2 separate regions of the Sus scrofa genome follow, and region 1 is linked to region 2. A link is a contact called in public Hi-C data. All regions are on one chromosome and are shown on one strand. The core of a region is the stretch at or near the end of the contact, and the rest is flanking DNA. Distances in the headings are between cores, read along the strand shown.

Region 1 (5,154 bases), core at 1,071-3,570, 310 kb before region 2:
TGCATGTCACAGGCATGGCCAAAAAAAAAACCCCAAACCATTAAGATTTCATGTCTGACACAACTGATCTGAAGAAAAGGATAAACCATACCTCATGCAAATAAAAAATGTATCTTTGAACAATGGTATTTACAAAGATCAACATAGAAGGATGACACTTTTTAGTGAAAATATAGAATATAAAATGATAAGTATAATTTGATTTTGGAAAAATAATGAAAATACACCAAAAATTATCACTAGTTATTTGAGTGGTCTCATTTTTTCTCGGGAATTCTGTGTTTTTGAAATCTCTAAAATAGCCATACTTTATTTTAAAATCATAATAAATAGTTTTTTGGGTTTTTTTGCTTTTTGGGCCAAACCCATGGAGGTTCCCAGGCTAGGGGTCAAAACAGGCCATAGCCGCTGGCCTTCACCAGGGCCACCGCAACACCAGATCTGAGCCATGTCTGCGACCTATTGCCACAGCTTGCAGCAATACTGGATCCTTTCACCCACTGAGTGAGGCCAGGAATGAACCCACATCCGCATGGATACTAATCATGTTCTTAACCTACTGAGCCACAGCGGGAACTCCATAAATACTGCATTTAAAAAGAAAACTTGGCAAACAGAAATGGACCCATTTTCCAAATACGTAAATATTAGGAATATGGGAGTTATGCACTTCGATAGAATCAATTATACTTTTTTCTGGTGGGAAAATTATAAGAACCTATAATCAAAAGACATATCCTTGGAGTTCCCAACGTGGACCAGCAGTCAGTGAACCCGACTAGAATCTGCGAGGATGCAGGTTCAATCCCTGGCCTCTCTCAGTGTGTTAAGGATCTGGCATTACCCTGAGCTGTGGTGTACGTTGCAGACATCGCCCGGGTCCTGTGTTGCTCTGGCTATGGTGTAGGCCAGCAGTTACAGCTCCAGTTGGACCCCCTAGCCTAGGAACCTCCATGTACCACAGGTGCAGCCCTGAAAAGACAAAAAAAAAAAAAGGGAGAGAGAGGTATCTTTTTTTTCTTGGTCTTTTTAGGGTGGCACCTGCAGCATATGCAAGTTCCCAGGCTAGGGGTCAAACTGGAGCTGCAGCTGCCAGCCACAGCCATGGCCACGCCAAATCCAAGCCACATTAGCAGACACCACAGCTCATGGCCACACAGATCCTTAACCCACTGAGCAGGGCCAGGAATTGAACCTGTGTCCTATTTGTTGGGTTCTTAACCCACTGAGCCACAACAGGAACTCCTCAAGTGACATATCTTTATTAAGCATTAATTTTCAGAAGAAGGAAAGCAAAAAAGAAACTTCAACATACTTTGGACACTGCTTGTAGAAGTTCAGCATGCATTCTTTCCTTCTCTTCTGCTCCTCACTTGGCAAAGGGTAGAACTAGATGAGAAAGTAATAGTTTGAGACACCAGGTTTTTCTGATTGCTCAAACTGGTCAAGTCAGGGCTCAGCCCCAGTCTCAGCCCTAAGCCTCAGCACACACTCAGGGAATGGAGATCAGAGGAAAATGGGGCGTCCCACCCAATTTCAGTGTTTCAGGAGAAAGTTGAGGTTACAGCTGTCGAGGACTAAAGTCTGACCAAACCTCACAGAGGTTTCCTAGAGACAGAGCTGTGAAGTAACAATCGCACAGTTGACAGGAGCCTCCTACCCATAAACGCGGTGCTACATTCATGAGGCACAGACATACTTAAAACAAGGGAACACACACTCCACACCTGCACACATAGAACCACACATGGCAACACAGATAATATACCAAACTCACCATGGAACACATGTTACATTCGCATAGCCGCAGGTATCCTAGTGTCGCGTGGTCACAATCACACACCACCATAGGGACACACGGTCACAACCCCATATGCAAAAGGGTCGCAAAATCTCCCCTTTTTCAGTCCGTTCCGCCCGCACAGGCACAAGCACCAGCCTCCGTATCAGCCTCTGGCCTCCTCAATTTCAGCCTCCTCCAGGTCCCCCAGGATCCCAACCCGCAGAGCTGAACCAGTGCCCCACGGGCCCACGATCGCCCACCTCATGGATCTAACAGTCCCGCCAGGCGTGACGCAAATTTCGAGTTCCTGCGAGAAGAGCGACCGGCCGCTAGGCCCTCTGGGAAATGTGGTCCACAGTGGGCCCCACAGCTGATTTCTCTCAGCGCCCTGCTAGGGCTCACCCTGATCGACTGCCCCCGCAACTGTGAATTTAGTCGGGCCTCAGAGACGCCACGCGCGGTAGCTCGGGCACTCGGGCTTAACCACCTGAGCCGACCAGGCTCACCCCGGTCTCCCTCACACAGGAAACGCCCCCTCTGTTCTGGCCGGAAGTTGAGTCAAGCCGTGAGGCCTTCTGGGAGGTGTTGTGTTGTGGAACGTCCGTTGGGAGGCAGACGCGGTGGGGTGGTTCGACGTTGCCAGCGCCTGGCCCGGGCCTTCCTCGGGTCTCCTTCATCCATCCTCTCGGAAACTGCGCGCTAGATGTGCATTCGGGCGTTTCCGGCAGGTGACGCTGCCGTGTCCCCAGAGCGGGACTTAAGGAAGGGGCTCAAGCCATCTGGGCAGCATCAGCGCGCGGCTAAAGGGGTGGAGCCTTTAAGGAGGCCCCAAGTGTTTGGAGTAGCGGCAGTGCGGAGAATGCTCCTGGAGAGTTGTTGGAGTTCTCAGAACGAGAAACTGTGGTGGAGAGTTACTGTGTGTGTGTGTGTGTGTGTGTGTGTGTGTGAGTGAGAGAGAGAGAGAGATTGTGGTGATGTGAGAGTGATGGGGGTGTGGTTGTGTATGAGTGTGATGGAGTAATTGTGATAGGATGTGTAATGGTGATGTTCGTGATTGTGATTTATGAAAACGTTTGTGGTGTTGTTTGTGTAATTGCTAGGTGGATGTGCAATGTGTGAGTGTGGTGAGGTGTTGGCAATTGTAATTTGTGTAGTGGTTCTTGTCTTGCCTGAGTTGACTTCTGTGTAGGCATAATTGGTAACCGCTTGAAAAAAATTGTATTTGGTTTCAAGTGGTCCTTTTTCCTCATTGCCCACTCTTTGTTAGCCCTCTTTCCTTTGGTGACATTGTCCAGATTTATTTTATTTATTTATTTTTTGGGCCTTCTTTTGGCTTTTTTTATTATATGTATTATTTATTGTCATTATAATAATGCTGCCTGACAAACAGCTCTTAAACTCGGTGGAATACAACAGCAAGCATTTATTTTCTTGTTCATAGGGTTACAGGTCCTTTATGTTCATTTTACCTAGGCTGGGCCTGCCTGGATGGATGGGCTGCAGAATGGATTCAGACCTGCTCCATAGGCGTTCTTTCTGCAGCTCAGGCTAAAAGGACAGTGGTTACCAGGACATGTTCTTCTCATGGTGGATCACCAGAGTACAAGACAGATCTTAAAAGCATCCTTAAAATTTCTTTTCCTGGAGTTCCCGTCGTGGCGCAGTGGTTAATGAATCCGACTAGGAACCATGAGGTTGCGGGTTCAGTCCCTGCCCTTGCTCAGTGGGTTAACGATCCGGCGTTGCCGTGAGCTGTGGTGTAGGTTGCAGACACGGCTCGGATCCCGAGTTGCTGTGGCTCTGGTGTAGGCCGGTGGCTACAGCTCCGATTAGACCCCCTAGCCTGGGAACCTCCACATGCTGTGGGAGCGACCCAAGAAATAGCAAAAAGACAAAAAAAAAAAATTTCTTTTCCCAATCATACTAATATTGGGTTAGCCAAAGCCAGTCAGGTGCCTAAGGTTAACATTAATTACACCCACAGTCAGAGGACAAAGCAAAGTTATATGGCAAAAAGTGTGAATGTATAATCCTGTGAAGAATTGGGACTAAGATTTCCAATCTACAACATGCCTCTTTATCCTTGTGGATACCATTTAGTCCAAGTTCTCTTTTATTTGATAATATTGTTTGTCAGGTTATGTTACTGTATTTTCCAGGAATTTCATTTTACACCCCCTTTATGTCTTTATACTTCAGGTCTGTCTTTTATGAGAGTATATAGCCGGCCTTTTATCGTGTTTGACTGTTATTATAATAGGTGAGTTTAATTCATTTACATTTGTTGTGATTGCTGATAAAAATTTGTTCTATTTTCTATTACGCCTTTTTTCTTTTTTTAGGGCTGTACCTGCTGCATATGGAGGTTCCCAGGCTAGAGGTGGAATCAGAGCTGTAGCCGCTGACCTACCTCATCAGCCACAGCAACGCCAGATCCAACCCACGTCTTCAACCTATACCACAGCTCAGGGCAATGCCAGATCCTTAACCCACTGAATAAGGCCAGGATTGAACCTTTGTGCTCATGGATGCTAGTCTGATTTGTTTCCTCTGAGCAATGACAGAAACTCCCTCCTTAACCTTTTTTTCAAGTGTTGAGCTCAGTGGCATCCACATAGCCATGCCACTATCACCCACTCTTATGTAACTCTTTTTATCTTGCAAAACAGAAACTCTACCCATTAAATGATAACTGTCCACTCCTTTGTTCCCCCAGTTACGTGCAACCACTGTTCTACTTTCTGTATTTTTTTTTTGGCAGTGCCTGTGGCATGTGGAAATTCCCAGGCCAGGAATGGAACTCATGCCACACCAGCAACCAAGCCACAGCAGTGACAAAACCAGGTCCTTAATCTACCTTGTATCTCATTATATACTCTGTGTACCAAATCATACAGTATTTGTCCTTTTGGCTCTGGTTTATTAAATTAGCATAATGTCTTTAAGTTTCATGCATGTGTCAGAATTTCCTTCCTTTTTTTTTTTTTTTTTTTTTTTTTTGTCTTTTTAGGGCCATACCCGAGGCATACGGAAGTTCCCAGACTAGGGGTCAAATTGGAGCTGTAGCAGCTGGCCTTTGCCACAGCCACAGCAACATAGGATCTGAGCCACATCTGTGACCTACACCACAGCCCACAGCAACACCAGATCCTTAACCGACTTACTGAGGCCAGGGATTGAACCCATGTCCTCATGGATACCAGTTGGATTCGTTATCACTGAGCCATGGTGGGAACTCCTCAGAGTTTCCTTCCTTTTTAAGGCTGAATAATATTTTGTTGATTGTATATACCACATTTTGTTTATCTATATCTGTCATTTGGGTTATTTCTGCCTTTTGACTATTGTAAATAATGCTTCTACAAACATGG
Region 2 (5,360 bases), core at 632-3,131:
CCAACTTCAGCCACAAGGGGAGCAGCCATCAGAAGTAAGAGAGGTTACAACTCTATTATCTGTAAAAAGGTCACCACACCAAAAACCTATAAAAATGAAAAGACAGAGAACTATAACCCAGATGAGGAAGAAAGAAAAAAATCCCAGAACAGCTAAGTGATCAGGAGATTCTCAACCTCCAGGACTTTAGATTGTTGAGGCTGAAGATGATGCAAGACATTGGAAATAAACTGGAGGCAAAGATGGATAACTTATAGGCAACACTGAGCAAAGAGATACAAGATATAAAACTTAAACAAGAAGAGATGCAAAATACAATAACAAATAAAAATTCACTAGAAGCAGCTAACAGCAGAATACAGGAGGCAGAAGAATGAATAAGTGAGGTGAAGGACTGAAGTGGAAATTACGGATGCAGAACAGAAAAGAGAAAAAAGATTGAAAACAAATGAAGAGAGTCTCAGAGAACTCTGGGACAACATTAAACGCATCTTTTAGGCAGGGAAATGTAAGAGAAGGAAAGCACATCTTCTAGGATTTGTAAATCAAAAACATATGACAATAAAAAGCAAACACAAACTGACTTTGAATGGGCCACTAAGTAGCAATGCTCTTCACTTCAGGACTTGCGGAACTACAGGTACAAGAAGGGACTTGTGGGACTAAACTTGCTAAATAAGAAAACACTGTCCACCACCAGACATGGCCCATCACTCACCATAAAACAGAAGTAAGAGGGAAACTACAATACGGAGTTTTACCAGTATCAGAGAAAAAGGTAAACATCATCTATGCCCAGAGCTAGAATATATGTTCCCAGCAACATCTAGGGGCCACAGCTCAGGGAATGCTGTGGTTCTGGCCTCCATAATGCATTCAAGGGAGTTTAACCCAGGAAAAACTTCTGCACCTGTGCCCTCCCCCTCAGGTCTTCCCAGAAGCCTATCTTGAAGGCAAGTGCAAGCCTAAACTCTCATCTCATGATTGACCATGTACTTTTCTATTGAGAACTTTCATTATAGGAGGGATATTCGTGACTTTCTCTTTGACGATCATTTCTCTGCAGCTAGATCCAACTGGTTACATGGTGTGAGGACAGAAGAGAATCTAGGGAAACATTCCAAGAAATTATGGAACCTACAATTGGTACCCTGGATGGGTAACACTCCCTTTACCCTCTAAGTTAAGCACTACGCTGGGTACTGGGGGGCGCGGGGATATAGTTTACATATACATATAATTTTATGTATATGTATACATATACATTCTATATCCATAAAAGAAATTTTACCCACTCCTACAAGCTCACTGAAAAAAACAAAACTCCGAACTTAAGCTCACTGAAAGCAAAACAAAACTCCATTTCGTTCACACGTAATAGTCATACTTACAACAGAGCTGTCACAGGACCACGCGGTCGCGGTGTCACACACCCTCTCGGCCACGGTCCTGTAGACCGAGGTCACACAGTAGGCTCCGCCCCTGACAGCCCGCGAGCCCAGTCAGATACCAGCCATGCGAATCAGGGCCCCAAGACCCTCTGACTCGCTCTCGCTTTCTATCACACACGTACGAGTGCGAACTAACACTCTGCAATGACGCCGTCACAGACAATTGCCTCCGCGGCTCATGCACACAAGGCTTGAGGCTCCAGCTGCACACGCCCCATCCGCGCTTTGGGAGCTAAAGGCCTCCTCACCACCTGTCTCTCCCACAGCCGGACCTGGGTCACCTCAACTCACCAGGCATAGCCCTACAAGCGCCGCGACACCGGAAGGGGAGCCAAACGTCGAAGTTCATTTGGGGCTTTGGGGCCTGTGGGAAATGTAGTCCAACACCTAAAAGACATTTGAACCGAACGTGGATCCCACCAGCCGCAGAGACTCCTCCGCGCCCCGCGACCCCTGAGGGTTCTAGGGCGCGCTGATCGCTCGCCCTCGGCAGAGGGGTTGCAGCTGGTGTTCCTTCAGATGCCGAAGTGACGGGTGACTGCCCTTTGCGAGCGAGGTAAGGTCGTGTAAGGAACGAGACCGCAAGCCGAGGAAATAATCGCAAGCCCGGGTCGGGGAGGGCAGAAAAGGGAACCGGAAGCCCGCCCAGCGCGGGCCGAGGAAGCGGACGAAGAAGCCTGGCGCCGGGAAGGCCCGGTGACAGTCAGAAACGCCAGGCCGTGGAGGGAAGAGGGAGCCGGAAACCCGGCAGAGAAGGGCCTGAGAGGGAATCGGGACTCCCGGCGGAGGGAGGCCGGGCTAAGAAGGGCTGAAGCCGCGCGGAGGGAGTTCCAGCGGGAGAGAGCCCAGGAGAGGACTTCACTCGGGACTGTACGTGCGTGTGGGACCCTAGGTCCGTGGTCCTGAACCAGAGGGTTTTGTTGTTGTTGTTGTTTTCAGTTCTGCCCCTAGAGAAAGCCCCGACACCCTGCGAGGCACGTAGTACCGAGGAGCCGTGTTTGACTGCTCTGGTGTGTTCACCGCCAGGAAGTTCCCTGGAGTCCTTTTCCAGACTCACAACAGAGCCAGCCATGGTTCTGATACATGTCCTCGTAATTTAGTTTTGTCAGTTCTGCAATTCCATATGCCTCCTTTAGTTCATCCTCGTTCTGTAAGATCTATTAATGTTGTGTATTTCTTTCTTTTTATTTCTGGAAAGCATTCCATTGTGCAAATGTGCCACAATTTGATTTTTCATTTTCTTCTCTATGAACATTGAAATTTCCAGATTTTATATATTACGAATAACGCTGGCATGTTTCCATTTCTTCTGAGGAAATACCTAAGAGGAAAAAATTGTTGCTAATAGGTTAGGTTTATATTTAACTTTTTAAGAAGCTAACAAATTTGTAGAACGATTAGTTGTGATTTGTGTTTGAGATTGCATGACTATCAAGTGGTTTCCGAGTTTGACTTGGTATTGTTTTATAGAATTATGAGATGGGTTCAATGGAGTTAGGAATGTCACATAGGGCCCATTGAGTTGTGGTTTTGTGAAGTGGGTTAGATTATTGGACACGGAATGTGTCTATACCAAGTCTTATTTATCATGATTTTGTGTGTTCATTCCATGATGACTGTGAAAGTGGATCACTGCATAAGTGATACTGATGAATGACTGAGAAACTCTGTCGGTTTGATTCTGCTTGCAGAATTATGTCTGTTACTGATCAAGTAAAATAGCAGTATTAGATATATCCCAAGGAAATGAAAACAGGATGTTAAAGAGGTATCTGACTCCTGTCTCCACTGCAGCATTATTCCCAATAGCCCAGACATGGAAACAAGTGTTCACTGACAGATGAATGGATAAAGAAACACTAACAGGGGTTCTGGTTGTGTCTCAGTGGTAATGAACCCAACTAGGATCCATGAGGACGTGTTTGATCCCTGGCTCCGCTCAGTGGGTTAAGGATGCTGTGTTGTTGTGAGCTATGGTGTAGGTAGCAGACAAGGCTCGAATCTGGCTTGGCTGTGGCTGTGGTGTAGACTGGCAGTGACAGCTCCAATTTGACCCTTAGCTTGGGAACTTACATATGCCACAGGTTCGGCCCTAAAATAAAAGAAAAAGAAACACGAACACACTGGAGTATTATTTGGCCCTAAAGAAAGAAAGAAATCCTGCCATTTGTGACAAGATGGAAGGACACTGAGGTATTATGCTAAGTGGAATATATCAGACCGAGAAAGGCAAATAATATGTTCTCACTTGTATGAGGAATCTAAACACCACCCAAACTCTTTGAAATAGAGAGTAGAATAATAGTTGTTGCCAGGGGGTGGGAGAAATGGAGAGATGTTAGTCAAAGGTGACAGACTTTTAGGTATAAGATAAATAAGTCCTGGGGGGTGTCTAGTCTATAGCAGGAGTGACTAGTATTAATAATGCTGTTTTTTTATATACTTGGAATTTAAAAGATTAGATCTTAAATCTTATCCACAAGCAAAAAAGGCTAATTTTGCGAGGGGAGAGAGGTGTTAACTAACTTTATTATGGTGATCTTTTGGCTATATATATATATATATATCAAATAGTCACATAGTACACCTTAAAATTATATATGTTACTCAAAAAAGAAGACAGTAAGAGCTGAAATTACAATTTCTTTCTTTCTTTCTTTTCAATGGCCACACCAGTGGCACATGGAAGTTCCCAGGCCAGGGATTGATTCTGAGCCTCAGCTACGGCAATGCTGGATCCTTTAACCCACTGAGTTGGGTCAGGGATGGAACCTGCCCTTCGCACCAACCTGAGCTGCTGCAGTCAGGTTTTTAACCCACTGTTATCACAGCAGGAACTCCTAAAATTATAATTTCTGGATTACTGAATTGCATACTTGGAACACAATCTAAACTAATTCTAATATGTTGAAATAACTAGAGTTCAATAGGTAGTACACCAGAAAAATACTTTTTTACCTCTGTGTACTACTTTTAACAGATCTGAATGAGGTTTTCTGGAAATTATGGGTGATTTAATAACTTTTTCAGTTACTCTTAGCTAAGGAAAAGTATCTGAAATTCTTTGAATCACAAGGTCGGTCTCAGTAATTAAAAGTCATTTTCTTTCTTTCTTTCTTTCTTTCTTTGTCTTTTTAGGGCAGTACCCATGTCATGTGGAAGTTCCCAGGCTAAAGGTCCAATCAGAGCTGCAGCTGCCAGCCTACACCACAGCTCACAGCAATATAGGATCCTTAACCCACTTAGCAAGGTCAGGGATTTAACCCACATCGTCGCGGATACTAGTCGGGTTTGTTACCCCTGAGCCAACAGAGTTACAACAGAAACTACTAAAAGTCATTTTCTAATAAAAATATTTATTGTAAAAATAAATATTTAAATTTCATGTAAAGGAAAAATTTCTTCCATCTGACTGTAGCCTCTAGTGTGGAAAAGTCTCTTTTATTTCCCTAACCTGTATTATAGAATGGTTAATATTTAGCATGATAAATATTAATGTTTAATAATAACTGCTTACTATTAACTAGGCAGATTTAATCATGTCGTTATGGAAACCCTAAGGTATATGAGGTTTCACATCACATGGTTTCTTTTTTTTTTTTTAGGGCCACACCTGCAGCATATGAAAGTTCCCAGGCTAGGGGTCGAATCGGAGCTGCAGCTGCCAGCCTACACCATGGCCACAATCACATGGTTTCTTATGCCTCGCTTCTTTCTCCCTTGTTCATTTTTCTAAAAAGCATCCTAAAGAGCAAAGGTCCTTTCCTGAAAATCATAAAGCCATGGCTCAGGTGAGATGATGTTCTTCTCTCCTTTCGAAATAATCTTTTTCTCCTAGCATATCCGAGCATTTTCCCATCTTGAAACATCCTGGAGATAGGATTCCCTTAAGGATAACCTTGCCTTATC

The links. Hi-C and Micro-C count contacts between places; a contact is called where the count stands out from the background.
Region 1: a Hi-C map of liver shows a contact between it and region 2, with 3 times the contacts expected there. The contact joins the promoter of ZNF829 here to the promoter of ZNF529 in region 2. A contact is called at or near these places in 1 of 5 promoter capture datasets (liver) and 2 of 47 Hi-C or Micro-C datasets (epiblast stem cells and liver).

Annotation. Positions count from the first base shown.
Region 1 is chr6:46,118,692-46,123,845 of Sscrofa11.1, reverse strand. ZNF829 (zinc finger protein 829) reads right to left here and starts at 2,320. Exons shown (of 6, transcript XM_013998466.2): 1 at 2,044-2,320; 2 at 1,316-1,389. The coding sequence starts at 1,348. ZNF568 (zinc finger protein 568) reads left to right here and starts at 2,340. Exons shown (of 8, transcript XM_021097146.1): 1 at 2,340-2,511; 2 at 3,983-4,043.
Region 2 is chr6:45,808,826-45,814,185 of Sscrofa11.1, reverse strand. ZNF529 (zinc finger protein 529) reads right to left here and starts at 1,881. Exons shown (of 4, transcript XM_013998445.2): 1 at 1,743-1,881. LOC110261284 (a long non-coding RNA gene) reads left to right here and starts at 1,867. Exons shown (of 2, transcript XR_002345332.1): 1 at 1,867-2,007; 2 at 2,391-5,360.